Linked DNA regions of Mus musculus: region 1 is linked to region 2. The links are chromatin contacts, called in public HiChIP or PLAC-seq maps. All regions are on one chromosome and are shown on one strand. Each heading gives the region's core, a stretch centred on a gene start, on an enhancer-like site or on the middle of the called end of the contact. The rest is flanking DNA. Distances are from core to core; before and after follow the strand shown.

Region 1 (4,917 bases), core at 1,708-4,207, 210 kb after region 2:
GGAACACTGGCAGTCCTTTGAAAAACCAAACACTAAGTCACCAGGTATGCTACAACCCTGTTTCTGAAAGCACCTGTGAAACCTAGAAGCAGCATCCCACAGAGATGTGTGTGTATGTGTGTGTGTGTGTGTGTGTGTGTGTGTGTGTGTGTGTGTGTGTGTGTGGTGTGGTGTGTGTGGTGTGTGTGTGTGTGGGGGTGTGTGTGTGTGTGTGTGTGTGTGTGTGGTGTGGTGTGTGGTGTGTGTGTGTGTGGTGTGGTGTGGTGTGTGTGGTGTGTGTGGTGTGGTGTGTGTAGTGTGTGTGTGTGTGTGTGTAGTGTGTTGTGTGTGTGTGGGGGGGTGTGGTGTGTGTGTGTGTGTGTGTGTGTGTGGTGTGGTGTGTGTGGTGTGTGTGTGTGTATGTGTGTGTGTGTGTGTGGTGTGGTGTGTGTGGTGTGTGTGTGTGTGGTGTGGTGTGTGTGGTGTGTGTGTGTGTGTGTGGTGTGGTGTGTGTAGTGTGTGTGTGTGTGTGTAGTGTGTTGTGTGTGTGTGGGGGGGGGGTGTGGTGTGTGTGTGTGTGTGTGGTGTGGTGTGTGTAGTGTGTGTGTGTGTAGTGTGGTGTGTGTGTGTGTATGTGTGTGTGTGTGTGTGTGTGTGTGTGTGGTGTGGTGTGTGTGGTGTGTGTGTGTGTGGTGTGGTGTGTGTAGTGTGTGTGTGTGTAGTGTGTTGTGTGTGTGTGTATGTGTGTGTGTAGTGTGTTGTGTGTTGTGTGTGTGTGTGTGTGTGTGTGTGTGTGTGTTGCGAGTGTGCCATGTGTAAGGCAGCACCTTGCACTAAGTCAAGGGGTAGGAAGATCCCCTCCCCCTTGTGGTAGACAGACAGATGGACAGGCAGAAAGTTGGATATGTACACACTCAGTAAGGAAGGAAATGCCCATACAAAGCCACTGTAACATTGGCTATTCTTGACTTTACTGCACTAAATCACAAAAGGGAAGCATTATGGGACTACTTTTATATTCAAATTCACAGAAACAGGAAATAGAATGGGAGTGGCCAGGAGCTAGGAACAGAGAGGAGTGGGGAGTAGCGTTCAGTGTGGGACATCCTCATACATGCAAACAAACACGCATATAATAAAACTAAATGCACATAACATAAGAGAAATATTTATTTTAAAAAGCTGTAGCACAGAGCCAGACAAGTCTAAGGTGGCTCCCAGCCGTGTGCGGTTCACCTTTGCTGCCACCCACCACCCATTGTTAATCTGTGATTTCCTTAAACTGGAGACTGTTCACAGCTCGGCTTCTTTGGGGCCTCAGATGGAAAAACTACTAAAACAAGCAGGGGGCAGACAGGAGCTTCCTAAAGGTACCATCCTGGCTGCCTGAGCTCCTCCTGTCAGGAAACAGTTCCCAACTCCAGTCCAGGCCAAGATCAGTTTGAGTCTGTCCACAGAGACAGTGGAGCCATCCATCGCTCAAGGCAAAGCTCTGAGCTCTAAGGGTAATAGACAGTGCTCCAAACCGCGTCCTGGGGTGGAAATGCCATTAGAGAAGACAGTTGATGCCACAGCAGAAGACATGGAAGAAGAGAGGAGATCCTGACTGCTCTCCTCAATGGGAACATCACTGGCTGATTGAGCAAGGCTCAGGAAGGCCCACCCCCACCCCCCACTGTCTTCACAAGTCTTCTGGGCTGGCCTGACTTGTGTTTCCATGGTAACATCTTAACCATCAGTGACCATGTGAACCAAGTGTGTCCCATGTTTTGCCTCTGCCCTAAGGAATCCTGTGTCCTCTTTTAAATCTTGAAGACATGGCCCTAGGTGTGTCTTCTAAAGAGTTTAAAATCCAGTCAAGATGACAGTGAAGATTAGCTGTGGTAGATGACATCTAGGAAGGGGCCCAAACACAGGAAAAGCACGTGGGCAAGAAGAGCACCAACTGTTGGCCTACCCTGTCTTCCAGAGCTTCTGTTTCCAGTCAGGAAATTCTGTTTCCCATTCCTGAGAATTTAGTGAAACCCTTAAAGACCACTCAATATTGTCCACCCCAGTTCCAGGAATGCAGGCCAATGGAATGAATCTCTTCCTCCAACGTCACACTATCTCTCTCAAGCCTCCACTCCCACCCCACCTTCACCTGCCACCTCAGGACTTCTCTCAGACAGCCTGACCAGTAGTTGTGATGTGGAGGCTGGGCTGAGCTCCCTTCCCTGAGCTTGAGTGAGAGGGTGTGGACAGAGAGGGGTCTCTTTTACGGGACACATTGGACAAACCACACATAGCTCCAAGATCAATGCGAAGATTGTGTCTGGGATCTGGGAGATGTCTCTCCACCACTTCATCCCTATGCGCTACAACAAAATGAGGAGGATAAGATGCCAGCCCCTGTCAGGGAAACCACAAAATCTTCCCCAGCTGAGAGTAATCCCTGGACTCCGCCCAACTCGCCCAACTCCGCCCAACTCGAGACTGGGCTTCCCCAACTGGAGCGTGAAGAGGGCCCTTCCAGCCCCATTGTTGGAGGCAGAATGGCTGGGAATTCCTAGGATGGGAGGAGTGTAGCTAAATCTCAGAGAAGTACAGCCCACCCCAGCCCAGCCACACCAACCAGCCCTGCTCACCCTATTCAAACCCTCCCTCAAACAGTCAAGTGATAAAGGGTCATCCCCAGAAATGGGAACCTCATTGATATGGTCTCTTGCTGGAGCCCCCCAAAAGGGAAGTTCCTGGAACATCGTCCACCCCGCCTCTTGGCAGCCCCTCCCACTTCATTTTCACTCCCTTGGATGATGGACAATGAGGCAGGAAGAGCCCAAGGGAGGCTGGGAACTAGGAACTGGTGGGGGGGGGGGATCCACAGATGACAGAAGTCTCTGCTTCAGGGTTCAGCTCTGCCACTGTCCACGCTGTGTGCCTTCTCGTCCCCGGGCCTTTCTCCTTCGAGGCCTCTCTCCACCCTGGGTCTGTGGGTCTGCACTTACCTCAGTGCTCAGCCCCAGCGCTTCACTGCTGCCCCCAGACCTTCCCACAGTTCCTCACTCAGCTCCGCCACTTTCCCCAAAGAATAATTAACCTCCGTCAGGTGCTCCTGGGAAGGGCTGGGAGCAGCAGGGGAGCACTTTGCAGAATAAGAAAGCCATTTGAAGCGAGGGATCGGGCGCGGCTCCTGCTGCTGCTTGTCAGCCAAACTTACCGCGGGGAGTCTCTTACCCTTTGGTTTCTGGCAAGACCCCGGCCGCTTTGTGTTTATTTATTCATTCAACAATTATCGATTGTGTACCTGCTGAGAACACCCATCCTAAGTGCAGGGAGAACAACACAAAGACAAGTTCTTGCTAGTCGCAAGTTTTGCTTTCCTGTAAGGAAAAGGGACAATTGCGCCCCCCTTTTCTCCCTCTCTATGCATGCACAAGTATGATGTCAGAGGGAAAGAAAATATTCAAAACACAAAAATAAGGCTCCCATCACCTACAACACCATCTAACAAGCTGCCATAAGGCTAGTGGGAAATATTTAACCACTTCTTTCCAGGCTTGTAGCTTTACTTCAGGATACTGTTGAAACTTGAAGAGGTAAGACCTCTCTGGAGGAATTCCGGGATCCTTCCCTTTGTAACCTCTGCTTCATAACCAGCAGGAATCAAAGACTTTAATCTGCCAGCATGATGTCCCTCGCAGGCACAAGAGGCTAAGCAGCTGTGGGCTGAACCTTCTATCATCAATAGCCAACATAACCCTGCCTCTACTATGTCTTCAGATGTTTTGGTTGTAGCAATGAAAAGTGAGTAACATAGCCTGATGGTAGACTGGGATCCCAAATATGAAATCCACTCCGCACAGCTGGCTATTTAAAGTTAATTATTACCTTTATAGGTAAAATATAATAACCACATGCATCTATATATGTGCACATTCATAATTTATGCAAATATAATATTAAATTAATGATATCCGATCTTAATGTGTTTTGCTAATCCCACTGGGTGAGAAAAAGACTGTTATGGGGTCTGCTTGATCCAGCTTAGAAATCAATTCACACACCAGTTCAATGCAGATGACAAAAATTTATTGTAATCAAGCCACTACTGATTGATCAGTGTCGCAGAACAGATTTGGGGGCTGACTACTGTTGGTTTACATGCAATTCCACTAGGCTTCCCCGTGGGTCCTAGCAACGGCTTACATCATCATCTGCCGCCAAAACCTGGGCCGCCAAGTGCTGATATTAAAGGACTGCTTGCCAACCCATTTCTCTTTGTTCCCACCAGTCTCTCTCTTCCCCTTTCTGTCCTTCTCTGTTCCAGCTTCAACGTCATGGCTCTGCTCCTGTCTGTCTGCCTCTACCCCTTCTCCAGGTCCCCACTCTCTTCCCTTCCCCCAAATGAACCTCCTTTATACCAGGTCTGTTGTATGATGGGTTTTACCAGGAGGACGGACACCTTGGCATGGGCCCACCAGGTACTAACACATCTCTCGCCGCATTATATTTCATAATAAATGTGACCCCTGAACCAGAATATCACAGACTATTTAAGCTTACAAATCACATACATCTGTACCAAGTTATTGTTACATTTTTTTCATCAATCGGTATTTAGGAGTAAGGGTTTTCTTTATGTGGCTAATCTATGTCAATTGACCTAGAATGTAGGTACTACAGTTCTACCAATCAAATCCATTTGTTCTTTTGCAGTTAGGAACAGTCATTATGTTCTGGAACAGAAGATAACAGAAGCTGTTCAGCTGGCGAACTCCTTGGTTGCCCTAGGACGTGGGATCTTGAACCTAGTTTCCTCCTGTAATTAAATACAGTCTGAAACAAAATGGTAGTACTTAGGACATGTTTCTTTTGTTTGCTCCCAACATGACCATTGCCACAATTTTTTAACCAAATTTGAAGCAAGCTTTATTAATTACTGGCCAGGAGAATGGA
Region 2 (5,517 bases), core at 2,829-5,328:
CACCTTCATGACCACAGTGTTGCCCGTGGCGAGTGCCGGGGCCAGCTTCCAGCCCTGCATGACCAGTGGGAAGTTCCAAGGGATTATCTGGCCACAGACACCCACTGGCTCATGTCGGGTGAAGCAGAAATGCTCACCATCCATAGGGATGGTCTTACCATGCCACTTGTCAGCCCAGCCAGCGAAGTAACGGTACACCTTGATGACTTCATCCAGATCCAAGACATAAGACTCCTGGAAAGGTTTCCCGTTATCTAGCGTCTCCAGTGAGGCCAAGTACACTCGATCTCGTTCCACAAGATCAGCTAGGCGGTTCAGCAGCCGGCCCCGCTCTGAGGCATCCATCCTGCGCCATGGGGACCCCAGGCGGAAGGCTTCTCGGGCTGCTTTTACAGCCAGATCCACATCTGCCCGGTCACCTTCGGCCACATGCCCAATGACCTCACCTGTAGTGGGGTTCACTGTGGGGAAGGTCTTTTTGCTGACCGCATCATGCCACTCGTTGTTGATGAACAGCTTGTTGTAGCAAATCTCTGGGTTTGGGATTGGGTTCGGGAGAGCAGCTGCTGTAGAGTAAGAGGTAGTCCTGCCCTGGAGGCAGAGGAGCCGGGGCAGCAAGAGTCGGGCAGTCAGCATCCTGAGGACCTTGGAGCAGATAGGAAAAAAAAAAAAAAAAGCAAGCTGAGCAGGTGGGAGTGAACAGGGTTACCCAGAGGCCTCCAAAAGCATAGGTTGTGGGGTACAAAATCCACCCATCATGTCCCCTTCAATTCCGGCCTGCTCTTTCACCTCTTTTGGGTCTCTATCAAATATTACCGGCTCTGTGTAGCCCTTCTTGGTCCTCCTGTTGCAGTGTTTGAAAGGAACCAATGGCTCATCACAACGCTAAAGTCCACATTTCTGGATGAAAATTTAAGGTGCTAATGAGACACACCAGGCATGAAGTTGTGCATTTGAGGAAAAGCCCACACCGTGAAACCGAGGTGGAAAGCCCAGTTGTATAACAGAAGCCTGGTCCTCTGTGAATTTTTTTTTTTTTTTAAAGATTTATTTATTTATTATATCTAAGTACACTGTAGCTGTCTTCAGACACTCCAGAAGAGGGCGCCAGATCTTGTTACGGATGGCTGTGAGCCACCATGTGGTTGCTGGGATTTGAACTCCAGACCTTCGGAAGAGCAGTCGGGTGCTCCTACCCACTGAGCCATCTCACCAGCCCCTCTGTGAATTTTTAATGTTTGAGCAGCTAAACTCCTCTCCAGCCCTGCTCCCTCCCCATTGGAAATGACCTGACCTTTAATAACCTGCCTCTGTGTTTGCAACAAATACCTGTTTCTCCTTAGTTCCCTATCTAACACCAGAATACCAGAATCAGGGAGCTTCGATAACTGGCGATGTAGCCCAGGTGATAAAAGTGCTTGATTAGCACATTCAAAGCCCTAGGTTCAATCACCCCATGACATAAACCATGTATGGGGCTCATCCCCATGACCCTAGTACTTAGGAGGTGGAGGGAGGAGGGTCGGGAGTTCAAGGCCATCACTGGCTCCACAGTGAGTTTGAAGACAAACTCTGATACATAACACACTCTGTCTCAACAAACAACAGCAGCAGCAAAGCAACCCTGGGACACCTCTGGAGCTGACCTCCGAACCTCCAAAGTATGTTTCTCAGTCTCATTCGCCTTGTACGATCTTACATGCCTGTGCATCGTTGTCCCTAAGCACGTTAGTAGGATGAGCTCCTCTGAGGCAGGGATTTTTGTTGCTGTCATTCTATGCCCCGCTAGCGTGGCAGACCTTGAGGGAAGGGACTCTGAGGGATCAGAATTTCTCCAGGAAGCCCCCCTTCTGAGAATGACAATACCCTGCAGCGTCAGGAGATACTCACCAATCCGATAATTTGTGTCACAGCTAAAATTTGCACTGTAACGCCTCCTGGCTTGAATTTTATCTTTTTAATAAGATTTTAGTGTGGCTACAGGCAAAGCCAAGAGAAACCAAGAACCTTTCTTTCCCTAGTTCTGGCCTAAACCACACACAAAGCCCTTCTCACGCTCCGCAAGCTGGATGCTCTAAGCCACAGAGATAACCAAACAAGCCCTTGGGAGTCCAAGGTCAACCTGGCCTACAGCGGGAGACCCTGCCTCAACAACGCAAACAACGCAAATAATTATTAATTCTGCTCTTTCGTCAGAGTCACCTCTATGACCATGTCCGGTCCTAGGGTAGACCTATTGCTGACTGAGTGACACACTAGGAAAACACACTAAGATTCCCACAAGGGCCACTGAGGAACTGCCCTGAGATCTGAGCAAGGACCCTAGAGACTTGGGACCCCAGTTCCCTCAAATGTAGAGTTCCCTGGGGTGGTGTTGAATGGGGTCTTCCATGTCTAAAACCAGAGACACTCCACTCTGGCAGACATCAGAACACTCAAGGTCTCAGAAACCAACCTGGCAGAGCCCCCCAACCCCAGAACAGTGGGACGGGGCTTAGTTTTCTGGGGTACAAGTCAAACACCAGCTGAGGTAGGTCTGCTTATTGTCACCTAAAACAGCAGTGACTTTCTTTACTAAAACAGCATGATAACATGATGAAATGTAAATGTATCTAAAATTGCATAAACGACTGTTAGACTGTGTTTCTACTTCCTAGATTAGTTACACAGTTAATCTCTGGCTAGGAATAGAAACCTTGTGTCTTTTCTGTCTCACTCGGAGGCTTGCTCCACCCAGCAGTAAAATGTAATTGCACCAGCCCAGATCCTTGACCTCCACCCCCACCCCCACCCCCACTCCCATCCCAGGCCCTTTCAACCCTCTGTCCCAAGTGCAGAGAAAGAAAAAAAAAACCTAATCCACGAAAGCAAGGATCCCACCAGGTCCTTAGCCATACAGAAATCAATGCTGACCAGAAAAAAGCCCTCCCAGGGGAACCTGAGCCAGCAGGCCCATCAAGGACATCTGCTTTGTCCTTGTAACCAAAAGACCAGGATCTCTCTCTCTCTCTCTCTCTCTCTCTCTCTCTCTCTCTCTGTGTGTGTGTGTGTGTGTGTGTGTGTGTGTGTGTGTGTGTGTGAAATTGCTCTTAGGTCACACCAAGGCTCTGCTGCTCAGAATCTTCACAGGGTCCAAGTGGTTGCTTTCATTTTGCACATAGAAAAGTCTCTGGTCCGGCTGGAGAGCTGGCTAAGCAGTTAAGAGCACTGACTGCTCTTCCAGAGGTTCGAAGTTCAATTCCCAGCAACCACATGGTGGCTCAAAACCACCTGTAATGAGATCTGACGCCCTCTTCTGGTGTGTCTGAAGTCAGCTACAGTGAACTCACATAAATGAAATGAATAAATCTTGAAAGAAAGAAAGGAAGGAAGAAAGGAAGAAAAGAAGGAAGGGAGAGAGGGAGAGAGAGAGAGGAAAAGAAAAGAAAGAAAAGAAAAGAAAAGAAAAGAAAAGACAAAGCTCTGGTCACAGGTTATCCAGCTTTACAGTTTGCGGTTCATCTTCTCACTGTAAATTCAGCAGCCTCCCTCCCTGTCCCCGTCAGGTTGAGTAGAACAGATTTTGATGGCTACTCTAGAGGGAACCACAGATGTTCAGGGACACTACTCTCTCATCTTTGGATTTGGATTCCCAAAGGCCTAGCTTTGTGGTTCCTCCCAATATCAGATACTCATGTCCACCGAGTGAAAGGCCTGAAGTCAGAACCCCGGAACACACACTTAGACCTAGCCTGTCCACTATGGCCAGTGGCTCTAGCCCCAGATGGGAACCAAGATGAGAAGGTTTGGGTGGTTCTGTGTTCTCCCAGCCCATCCAGTGTCTCCCCGATAGGAAGCGGCGTGGAAAGAACCCAGCAGTGCACCCGGAAGAGACCTGCCATTCGGGGACCGTAGCGTGCCCCAGTGCGGAGGGAGGGCGGCGGTAGCTACCTGCGGTGGTCTGGGGCTCAGGCTCCGAATCGCGCTCAGGCTCAAATTCTAGTATCAGCGTTCTCCGGTCAGTTCAGCAGCCGTGCGGACCCGCCTCGCTCAGCCGCTAGCCAGCCAATGTGGTTCCGTCACCAGCTAAGCTCCGCCTGCTCCCGGCACCGCCCACCACTGAGGGATCTCGGCTCAACACCCTGATTTCCCCTAGCCTAATCTTAGGTCCAGCATCAGGCACCTTCCAGAGGATTCTGATTTGGCTTCTTTGGAGCAGGCATCTCAAGTCTGAGAGCCTAAGGACACTCCTTTGACAATCAAAAGAGGGACCCAGAGAGAGGTGGGGTTTTCCTAGGATCACATGCCCGGCTCTATCCTGGGACCCCTCCTTAAATATCAACCATTGACAGACCTTGTTGATAGAGTGCCGCGGATCAGCATTCCTGAGCCTGTTTTACTAAGACAGTACTGAAAATTCTTGTTCCAAAATCGTGAGCAGATCGGATACATTCCAAACAAAATGGGCTATGTTGTTTATAAAGTCTACATTGACCATTGGTCTCTGCTTTTGAGCTGAGGGTGGACAGTTGGGCCAAGACCCTGGGGTTGGGGTTGTAGGAACTGAAGATTTTTAAAATAACATGCATTTTAAAAAAACAGCCTAAAATGCAGTCAGAAAGACAGTGGAAGTGAGTTACACGGGGATTAGGCTGGCTGCCATATTGTGTGAAGAATCCTGGCGGTGTTAAGTAGCTAGTTACAGATTAGTGGATTTGAAGGACACCACTCTCATAACCAATGGCTTATAGGATTGAATCTGAAATCGCAGGACTTTATTACTGGTCAAAGGAGTGTGATCTTGTCATAGCTCTTATCCTGGGTAGAGATATAACATGCTGTACTGTCTTGGGTGGAGGTGTCATTAATAGATAACTATCTAAACAACCCTCAGCAAGATTATTGCCTCCCTTCAAGCTTTCTGGTAAAAAAAAACAAGACATACCATTCTTCCTTACTTTAAGAGTGAATCCAAATAGACCTGTCCATCACCCAGACAGAAAACATTCCTTAGAAACAGCTACCTGCTCTAGAAAAAGCCCACTCACAAATGGTCAGCACAGTGGCAGTGGTCTCTGACCTCTGTCTGCTCTCACGTGGTCCCTTTGGCTATTGTGCAATCCCCTACTGCTGGGTGATAAATTCTACCTACCCTCCACCTACACTCTGAGCGTCTCTTCTAGACCTTTCCATGGAAGTCACAGAACTAGGGAGTCACTAAGAAAGGCTGGCACAAGATCCAGGTGACTGAAAAATCTGGAGTATTCTCCCTTTAGAACTCAAGGAACAAAATATGTACACCAAGTCTCTGAAAGTCCAGATCAGGCAGGGTCTGTGGAGTGCCAGAGGGCAAAGCCAGACCAGTGTGTGGGAGGTTATGGGGCACCCCAAGAAAAACATCCTGGCAGAGCATAGTAGGAACTGGGCATGTAGCTCGCCCAGTACTTGTGAAGTTTGAATACAATCCCCGGTGAGGAGACAAAACCCAGAAATGCCCCCCCCACTCCCCGCCCAGGGAGCTCCACTCAGTTAGAGCTG

What was found. HiChIP or PLAC-seq counts read pairs in DNA pulled down with a chosen protein or histone mark.
Region 1: an H3K27ac HiChIP or PLAC-seq map of embryonic stem cells shows a contact between it and region 2, with 7 read pairs. The contact joins the enhancer-like site here to the promoter of Aldh1b1 in region 2. A contact is called at or near these places in 10 of 39 promoter capture datasets (the 3T3-L1 cell line, 3T3-L1-derived adipocytes, the HPC-7 cell line and 5 more), 1 of 484 Hi-C or Micro-C datasets (embryonic stem cells), 10 of 115 datasets of contacts at active chromatin or transcription factors (bone marrow-derived macrophages, embryonic basal ganglia, embryonic forebrain and 4 more) and 2 of 9 other capture datasets (embryonic stem cells and pancreatic islet).

The regions. Positions count from the first base shown.
Region 1 is chr4:45,589,716-45,594,632 of GRCm38.p6, reverse strand. No RefSeq gene overlaps it. Among named protein-coding and RNA genes, the nearest start is that of Gm22055, 43 kb to the right of the region's middle. Within about 2 kb of position 2,957, at least 40 of the 459 cell types and tissues checked have an H3K27ac peak or open chromatin away from gene starts, as enhancers often do. A contact at or near this core is called in embryonic stem cells and trophoblast stem cells, where this site is marked.
Region 2 is chr4:45,797,583-45,803,099 of GRCm38.p6, reverse strand. Aldh1b1 (aldehyde dehydrogenase 1 family, member B1) reads right to left here and starts at 4,078. Exons shown (of 2, transcript NM_028270.4): 1 at 3,931-4,078; 2 at 1-645. The coding sequence starts at 636.